Regions from separate parts of the Mus musculus genome. Here region 2 is linked to region 1. Evidence: chromatin contacts called from public Hi-C data. All regions are on one chromosome and are shown on one strand. The core of a region is the stretch at or near the end of the contact, and the rest is flanking DNA. Distances in the headings are between cores, read along the strand shown. Region 1 overlaps H6pd (hexose-6-phosphate dehydrogenase (glucose 1-dehydrogenase)). Region 2 holds the start of Gpr157 (G protein-coupled receptor 157).

Region 1 (4,577 bases), core at 923-3,422:
ATCCTAGCTTAGACTTGTGAGCTGAGCATGCGTGTTCTGAGCAGGCATCCTGAGTCTTCAGCACCTGCCTCGCTGGACAGATGTGATGGCTATCAGGAAATAAGGGAAATTTAACAGGCAGTGTGGGAGGGGCACTGGAGAGATGGGTCAGCGGTTGAGAGCACTTGCCACTCTTCCAGAAGATCTGAGTTCAGTTCCCACACCCTCAACTACCTGTAACTCCAGCTCCAGGGCATCTGAAGCCCTCATCTGGCCACACTGATACTGCACTCATACATACAAACACACACATGCAGTACAACTAAAAATGAAATAGAGCCAGGCATGTGGTGCACGCCTTTAATCCCAGCACTTGGGAGGCAGAGGCAGGTAGATCTTGGTATGTACAAGGCCAGTCTGGTCTACAGAGAAAGTTCCAGATCAGCAAGAGCTACATAGTGAGACTCTGTCTCAGGAAAAAAAAAATATATATATATGGTATATGTGATGATTTATATATGCTTGGCCCAAGTGGAACTATTAGGAGGCATAGCCTTGTTGGAGTAGCTGTGTCACTGTGGGTGTGGGCTTTAAGGCCTTCTTCTTAACTACCCAGAAGTCAGTATTCTGCTAGCAGCCCTCAGAATAAGATGTAGAACTCTCAGCTCCTCTTGCACCATGCCTTCCTGGACACTGCCATGTTCTTTCCTTGATGATAATGGACTAAGTCTCTGAGCCTGTAAGTCAGCCCCAATTGAATGTTATCCTTATAAGAGTTGCCTTGGTCATGGTGTCTTTTCACAGCAGTAAAACCCTAACTAAGACAGCATACACACACACACACACATATTTGGTATATATATATATATATATATATATATATATATATATATATATACCACATATATAGATATGGTATATATATGTATACATGTGTATATATGGGACATATATATATATGTGTGTGTGTATGTGTACATATATATATATTTCTATCTCAGCATTTGTTGCCCTTACAGAGAGGACCAGGGTTCTGTTCCCAACACCACATGGTGGCTCACAACCATCTGTAACTCCAGGTCCAGGGGGTGAGATACTGTCTTCTGACTACTATGGGCACCAGGCACTCATGTGGTACACAGACATACATTCAAGCAAGATACCCATACACATAAAATAAAAATAAATGTTTCTTTTTACGAGCAGTTGGCATTTCATGAGGAAAGTGTGAGTACACCTTGATGGTGTCCATTTGAAATCGGATTCAGAGGAGACCTCATGGGACACATGGTGGAGTCCCCAAAAGGTCACTGGAGGCAAGAGGTGAAGCGACGTGGCTAATTATAACTTCAGGAAGAAGCGGGCTGCTGGCTCAGCCTGGTACTCTGGACAGCAAACTCAGCTTCAGGGATGCTCAAATGTGAAAACCCATACTTGATAAAAATCAATGGGTTAGAGCAGATTTAAGCAAAGAGAGGACAATTACGGCTTTAAGAACAGATGAATTTTTGATGGAGAGAGGGCACCAGAGTCCTTAAAAGCCCGCTATCTGCTTACTATTCATTAATTTCCTAAATCCCCGAGTGGCTCTCTTCCTATTTTTATCCACCCACTCCTTCATTCTGGGGAGATTGCATGCCTGGGGGTTACTACCTGCTGACTAGAGAGTGCTTCCTTTACTTCTTCATTTCAAGCTCTGGGAGTGTGCCTGTATTTAGCACAGCCCGTGGATTTATGGGTTTTGCTCCCAACCTGATCTATAAAGAACCAGGGCTGTAGCCTGGGCCACGCGTGAAGGAGAAAGAGGCTGTGCACAGGGCTCAGCGGCTGAGCGGCAGGGTGGGCGGGGTCAGCGGTTGATCGGCAGAGTGGGTGGGACCAGAGGCTGAGCCGCTGAGTGGGCGGGACCAGAGGCTGAGTGGCAGCGCGGACTGCCAGGTGCTGGCGCTGGCTCGCTCTCACCATACTCAGTGTGCTGACTTAGTCCAAGACCTGTCAGCTGTCGGAACTGATTTGTTTTTCCTAAAGGGAGTCTCTACTGGCTTTGCACATTCTTTTCTAGGTTAAAGGTTGCAAGCTAAAATTCAGAGTGTAGAAAAGAGGAAGTGCAAGCAGTTTGGCCAACTAGAAGACCCCGTGTACTCATCTCGTAGCTGTGCGAGTCCAGGGTGGACCGTGGCTTTGCCCTCTGCTATCTTGTTTATCTAAAAGACAGAAGACTGCTCGGAACTGCTTGTTATCTTTGGCCCAGTGACTCCACTGTAGAAATATGCAAGAGGGGTAAAAGTTAATGATCCATGAATGTTCTAGAAGTAGATATTGCAAAAGCGCTAAAACACACTGAGTCACGAACTTTAAATGATAAATTTTACAGAATGTGGACTTGATCTCAAAAAAAAAATTTCAGAAAGTACTACCTAAAATAGCAAAAACTGGAAACAGCCAAAATGCCTAGTTATAGAATTTATACTGCATATTCTGTGATATAAATAGAACTGAACAAAAATATAGATCTGTTAAAAATATATTATGCAGATTGTCAATACATGGAGATATGGATGGGAGGTTTAAGAAAGCAGGAAGAGTATTGTAGACCAGTTACAGACCACACGCTAAGCCAGCATTGGTTGGAACAGGCATTTTAAGATCATCCTTTGTGAACTTGGAGGGAATCTCTATTTGTTGAGTACAACCACGGTCATTATCTAATTTAACACAGAAAATCACCCAGAGAGTGCCTAGGGCGGCTTTCACTCTTTACAAGTTGAACCAAGAGTCACTTCTCTCCAACTGAGCCAGTAACCGTCTCCCATGTTTCTGTGCTGTGGGAGACCTGGGTTCCCAGACCCAAAAATTAATTAATTAATTAATTAATTAACAAAACAAAGAGGAGAAAACAACCAAAAGTTAGCTGCAGTTCCTACCAATGTCTTCTGGGATCACTAAAAATAAGGAAGGTGAGAACCGAGGGGAGACACTGACTGCTGGCTGGCTGGCGCTCTCTCTCTCTCTCTCTCTCTCTCTCTCTCTCTCTCTCTCTCCCTCCCTCCTCTCTCTCCCTGGCTCTGGGTATGGAGCTAGCTGCAGCTACCCCAGCTCACCCTGCAGACAGCACAGCAGATGGCTTGGAAGGGACGCTGCTCTGCTGAGCAAGTGCCCAGCACCTTATGTCACATGGGCAGAAGGAAGCCAGGACAGCTGGTGTCACCTGGGAGGAGCCTGGTTGTTTGGGTCCCTTGGTGAGAGGCAGTGGGCAGCCATCCTAACCCCCAGGGGTGAACATGCCTTTCCCCAATGCCTGGATAGCACACTCCTCACCAGGGGCAGTCTCGGGGAGTGCCCCTCCCCCGCTTCCCTACTCCCATTTTCCAATCAACTCTTTGTGCAGAGGGAACTGAATTGGTAGGGAGTGTCCAGAGTACAGGGTAGTGAGGGAGGCCAACTCTGGAGAGCCTGGGCACGGAGAGGCTGAGGAACACATGGATAAAAGCTTGGGTTCAAACCCCAGAACATAGACTGCTGAACCTCTGTCATTACAGACCCGATTTCTCTGTCTGCACAGTCTTCTGGACTCATTGCTTCAATGCAGCAAGTGACCAAGGTCACTTCCTTAGCCCATGCTGCTGCGTCTGAAGACCCCACCGAGGGACCTCGGGTCTCCTGTGGGGAGAACCCAGGTCAGACACTGCCAGGGGGGGTTGCTGCTGGCCTGAAGGATGGCTTCTTCCTTCCTCCTCCAGTGTGCCCCCAGCCTCTGCAGCAGCCTCTGCAGCAAGCTCCACTGAGCCAAAGGCTGCGGCAGAAGCAGAAGCCGTGGAGGGGAGGGAGCTGGAGAGACTGCGGCCACCCAGGTGGATGGGGGTGGGAGAGAAAGAGCCAAACGACCTTGCAGTTCAAAAGTCCCTTTCCCAGGGCTGCCACAGAGCAGGGGCGGGGGCAGGAAATGACAGGCTCAGAGAGCACCCCTGCCTCTCCAGAATGCAGGGTACAGTTTAGAGCCCCAGCATCTACCCCTAGGTAGAAGCAGAACACGAGCAGGTAGGGGTGGGGGAAGAGGGAGGGGAAATGGCTTGTGACCTTGGTCTTCTCCCTTGCAATTCAGACTGCAGGGCTCAGAATTCAGCCTTGGAAACACTCAGCCCAGGCTGAGGCCCACAGGAGTGGCCCTCATCCATTGTCACCCAGGTGCTGGCACGGGCAGAGCTACAGCTCCTGTCAGGTAGATGGGAGAGGACTGGGCCTGCAGCCTCTGCAGCGCACTCCTCAGGATGCCAACCAGACTCGCCTGCCCAGCAGTCATGTTTGCTCAATCTAGTGCCAACATGGCCTGCAACAGAGGCCCTCCTACTGGGACTGAGGGTCTGGTAGCACAGTTTCCCATTATTGGCTGCTCTGGACCAGTGCCTAGACTAGAGAGACCCAAACCACAGCAGAGCAGTTGTCCTGCTGGGCAGCTGGGTCAAAAACAAACATTAGAAAAGGGGAATCATAAGTGGTAGTTTGTGTTTGTGACCCCAGCACTTGGGAGTCTGGGATCAGGGCGGGAGTATTTCTGTGAGTTCAAGGCCAACCTGAGCTATATTGGAAGATGGAGGCCA
Region 2 (4,577 bases), core at 1,530-4,029, 98 kb after region 1:
CAACATAAGACCCCATCCAAAAAGAAAAAGAAAATACGTGGAGAGAAATCAGAACTGTCCCTCCTATGCCACTAGAGAAGGAGACCATGCAGACACTTTGGACAGAGGCCATGCATTCCTCACAGAGACAAGCATATGACCCAGCAACTCCACACTCAGGTACTCGCCCAAGAGAAGTGCTGAGAACATGTCCATGTAGCATTTCTGCCTGAGTTTTTACAGCAGCATGATTCATTATAGCCAGAAGGTGTTTCCATCGGCTGATGGGTGGATCCACACTATAGGATACGATCGCTCCCAGGAAGAAGAGGAACGAAGATACTTTACAGCGAGGGAATCTTGAAAATATGCCAAGTGAAGGAAACCAGACACTAAAATCAGTGCACCATATAATCCCATTTATAGGAAGTATCCAGAGTAGGCATCCATAGTCACATTAAGAAAATTAGTGGTTGCCAGGCTAGGGGGAGAATTTGGGAGTAACGGCTAGTGAACACTTTTTAAAAAATATATGTTTATGCAGCTATTTAATTTGTACTTAGATTTCACATCGAAATTTCACAGGTTTTAAATGGCCATTTTGTGGTTTTCAACATTAATATAGAATTATTTCTTGGATTTCTGAATATTTGATATGAAATTCTTTTTTTCCCCTTTTGATTGAAAATAGATTTTCTCATTCACAACATCCTGATCACAGTTTTCCCTCCCTCACATCTCCCTGTTCTGCCAACCTCCCCTTCTATCTAGTTCCACTCCTTTTCTGTCTCATTTAAAGAGAACAAGATTTACTTATTTGCATTTTATGTATGCCTGTGCGCCTTGTGTGTGTAGTACCAGGAGAGCACAGCAGAGGGCGTCCGATGCCCTGGAACTAGAGGTGACCAACTGTTAGCCCTCGTGGGTCCTGAACTTAAGCCCTCTGCTCTTCATTGCTGGCCCATCTTTCCAGCCCAAGTACTTGAGGGAGAGCAAATGCTATAGATTAAATCATTACTGTGGTTGCACAAACTAATAAATGTACTAAAACTCAGTGACTTGTAGGGCTAAAAGGGCCATTGTTGATGACAATAAAACATACATTTTAAAAATTTATTATTATTATTTATTTATTTGTTTGTTTGTTTGTTTGTTTTTGGTTTTTCCAGACAGGGTTTCTCTGTATAGCCCTGGCTGTCCTGGAACTCACTTTGTAGACCAGGCTGGCCTTGAACTCAGAAATCCACCTGCCTCTGCCTCTCAAGTGCTGGGATTAAAGGCGTGCGCCACTACTTCCCGGCCTTATTATTATTATTATTATTATTATTATTAATTATGTGTGTGTGTGCCCCCATACTAACTTATGTGCTTGCGAGTACCTTGCCCTTAGAGAGCAGGCCATGGGATGCACTGCAGCTGGAGTCATAAGTGGTTGTGGGCCATCGAATATGCAAGCTGGATCTTGCACAAGTATCTCCATCCCTAAGAAATACAAAATGTTCAAACAAGAAAAAAAAAAAAAACCTCTGTAAACTGGGAACTATGCTTCCTTACTTTTTTCTTTTCATGTAACATATTTAAAATTACATTTTTTTAAATTTATGGGTATGGGGGTACGCCAGCCACAGGTGTGGAGGTCAGATGTGGAGGTCAGATGACAATTTACCCCACCAAGTGCGTCCTGAGAATCAAATTCAGACTGTCAGTGTTATTCTGCCCTGGCAATTACTCAAGGCCATCTCATAGGCACTAATGTTTCATTCCTTAACATCGCACCTGGCGCTGGAGAGATGGCTCAGCGGTTAAGAGCACTTGCTGCTCTTCCAGAGGATCAGATTCGAATCCAGCCCCCACATGGTGCAGGGGGTGGGGAGTCTGACGCACTTTTCTAGCCTCTGTGGGCACTGCATACACATGGTACAGGTACATCCGTGCAGACAAAATATCCACGCACGTAAAATGATAAAATGTATTTTTAAAATAGCACTAATAAGGTATATAGAATAAACAAGGAACTAAAAGTATATATATATTTCAGTAGGTGAGCACTTCATTGGGATGTGTAAGGTCCTGAGTTGTACACCCAGCCCCACAAAAACACAATACTTTCATTGTAACAAAAGTTAGAAACTTCCCCAAATCACCACCACAGATCTTGTGAAGATTTCGAGTACCCAAGCTTCAGGAATGTAGGCCATGCTCTGGACCTGTTTTTGCCACCATCGGAAAGAATGTTTCCAGCAACCACCCCTCCCCTCCCCAACACACACGTAAGCAGGCTGATCAGGGGAAAGTAACATTAGCCTTAAAAATGCCATTCTCCCCTCCCCGCCTCCCCCCAACCCCCAGAACAGGATGTCCTGGCCATTTGCTAACCTCCTAGAGTGGCTCTGAGAGGCAGAAGGCAACGATTGGGACAGGACTGGGAGGTACTAGGTAAGAGGGAAGCGTAGAGGCGCAGAGGCGTGGGGAAACGCGGAGAAGCGATTGAGCTTGAGGCTGAAAGAGCATCAGGGCGGAGCAATGCGCAAGTGGGGGGCATGGGAGGAGCTTGAAGGAGGCTGGGCGGGGCTCTGGGGCTACAGGGCGGGACATGGAGAGCTCAGGGGCGGAGCGCTGGAGCTTCAGATTCGGATGTGTTACTGCGCAGGGGCGGGGTGCAGGGGCGGGACGCGAGGAGAGCGCGCAGGGTTACAGAGTCGGGGTGTGGAGAGCTCATGAAGGGGCTACCAGCTTGGAGACAGCAGGGGCGGGGACTCGGGACGAGATTAGAGTGCTCAGGGGCGGGCGTGGAGTGCTCAAGGGAGGGACCTGGAGGACTCAGGGTAGGATTGTAGAGCTCAGGGACAGGGAGTGGAGGGCGCCGCGGTGAGACCGCTGTTGTGTAGTTGTTAGACTGGGCGGGGCTGGGACGCAGGCGGGACCCGTGGGGACGCGAGCCCGGGCGCCAAATGCCCAGACAGAGGCGACCGCGGGCTCGGCTTGGCCACGACCTCTCGGCACCCTTAGGCCTGTGCACCCTGGCTGTCTGCCCTTGGTCCCCAACCCACCATGCCCTCACCCGCGCCTCCCACCGAGCTGCTGCCGTGGGAGCGCGCGGTGGTGCTGCTGTCGTGTGCGCTGTCAGCTCTGGGCTCGGGCCTCCTGGTGGCCACGCACGCCCTGTGGCCTGACCTGCGTAGCCGGGCGCGGCGCCTGCTACTCTTCCTGTCGCTAGCGGACCTGCTCTCGGCTGCCTCGTACTTCTACGGAGTGCTGCAGGACTTTGCGGGCACTTCGTGGGATTGCGTCCTTCAGGGCGCTCTCTCTACTTTCGCCAACACCAGCTCCTTCTTCTGGACGGTGGCCATCGCCCTCTACCTATACCTCAGCATCGTCCGAACTACGCGCGGGCCCTCCACGGACCACCTAATCTGGGCTTTTCACCTCATCAGGTGAGTAGGAGACCCGGCTTTGCCTCCAGGCCCCAGACCCAGGCTTATGGGTCCCGGGCCTTGCGTGCTGTGCTGTGGCATTCGTGCTTTCCCTATCTAGGTGTCAAGGTGGTGTGTCCTACTGGCAGTCACATGCATCCCCGAACCATGGAAGGGTGCCCAACTTGCCCAAAAAGTTGGAGCCAAACCTGTCTGAGCGTCTCTGAAGAGGGTGGTCTCTGTATCTGCCCCAGCCAGAATCTCCCAGCAAGGTGTGGGTGGGTGCAGAACTTGCCCATAGGAAGAGGTCTGCCATTTAGAAAGGAATTGGAGACAGTCTGTGCCCTTTGCCTCCTACTTCACCGCGATCTGGCAGTCTCTGCTGCCCATGGAGAGAAGTTCCAGTCTGCAGGCTAGAAGATGAGTTAGGTGGCTGCCCTGGCCTAAAAGCCCACAGCTTCCAATTCTATACCACAGTGGTTGTGGTGCGTCCAGCCACTCTCAGACGATAGTGTGCCAACTGTAAAATGCACAGAGGTATGCTTCTTTAAGCTTTTCACGACATTTATAAACTTCAGGCCCCCATTACCTGCACTTTCTTAGACGCTTTTAAAAAAGATTTATTCATTTTATTTTATGTGTGTGAACTGACTGCATGTATGTATGTGTATGTGTCACGTGTATGTGTACTTGGCGCCCTCGTAGGTCAGACGAGGGTATCGGATCCCCTGGAACTGGAGTTACAAATGGTTGTGAACCATCATGTGGGTGCCGGGAATTGAACCAAGGTCCTCTACAAGAGCAAGAAGTGCTCTTAATCACTTCTCTTAACCATGCTCTCAACCATCTCTCCAGGTCACTCGATGTGGTCTTGATTGTCGAGAACTCAGGTCAGGGTCAGGCTGTCAGCCACCTGGAGTCCCTGAGAGTGGGGAAGCCCAAGGCCCTGCACTATGCTGGTCCACTCTTCTTTCACGCTTGTCAGCAAGAAAGCTGTGCCCAGAGGCCAGCCTTCCCTCCTGTCGTTTCAGTTTGAAATTCTCGGCAGTCTGCGCAGAATTTGAGGCAGGAAGCCTAAGGCTTGTTTCCTGTCTCTTTGCCTCAGCTCAAGGCACCAGCGTCCGCCCTAATTATAGGTCCCTTCTATTAAAAACTTGAATGCTTTCCAAGGGCCGAGCGGGTAGT

Evidence for each region. A called contact is a pair of places that touch in the nucleus more often than the background predicts.
Region 2: a Hi-C map of bone marrow-derived macrophages shows a contact between it and region 1, with 51 read pairs. The contact joins the promoter of Gpr157 here to the enhancer-like site in region 1. A contact is called at or near these places in 6 of 39 promoter capture datasets (the 3T3-L1 cell line, the C10 cell line, liver and 2 more), 3 of 15 datasets of contacts at CTCF or cohesin (embryonic stem cells, large pre-B cells and pro-B cells), 33 of 484 Hi-C or Micro-C datasets (B cells, the C2C12 cell line, the CH12 cell line and 17 more), 11 of 115 datasets of contacts at active chromatin or transcription factors (the 230-238 cell line, the 3134 cell line, bone marrow-derived macrophages and 5 more) and 3 of 9 other capture datasets (adipose tissue, liver and macrophages).

Annotation. Positions count from the first base shown.
Region 1 is chr4:149,987,194-149,991,770 of GRCm38.p6, forward strand. All of the region lies in intron 3 of H6pd (hexose-6-phosphate dehydrogenase (glucose 1-dehydrogenase)), which reads right to left. Among named protein-coding and RNA genes, the nearest start is that of H6pd, 14 kb to the right of the region's middle. Within about 2 kb of position 2,173, at least 212 of the 459 cell types and tissues checked have an H3K27ac peak or open chromatin away from gene starts, as enhancers often do. A contact at or near this core is called in B cells, the C2C12 cell line, the CH12 cell line and 13 more, where this site is marked.
Region 2 is chr4:150,084,724-150,089,300 of GRCm38.p6, forward strand. It overlaps Gpr157 (G protein-coupled receptor 157), which reads left to right and starts at 2,780. Exons shown (of 4, transcript NM_177366.3): 1 at 2,780-3,413. The coding sequence starts at 3,031.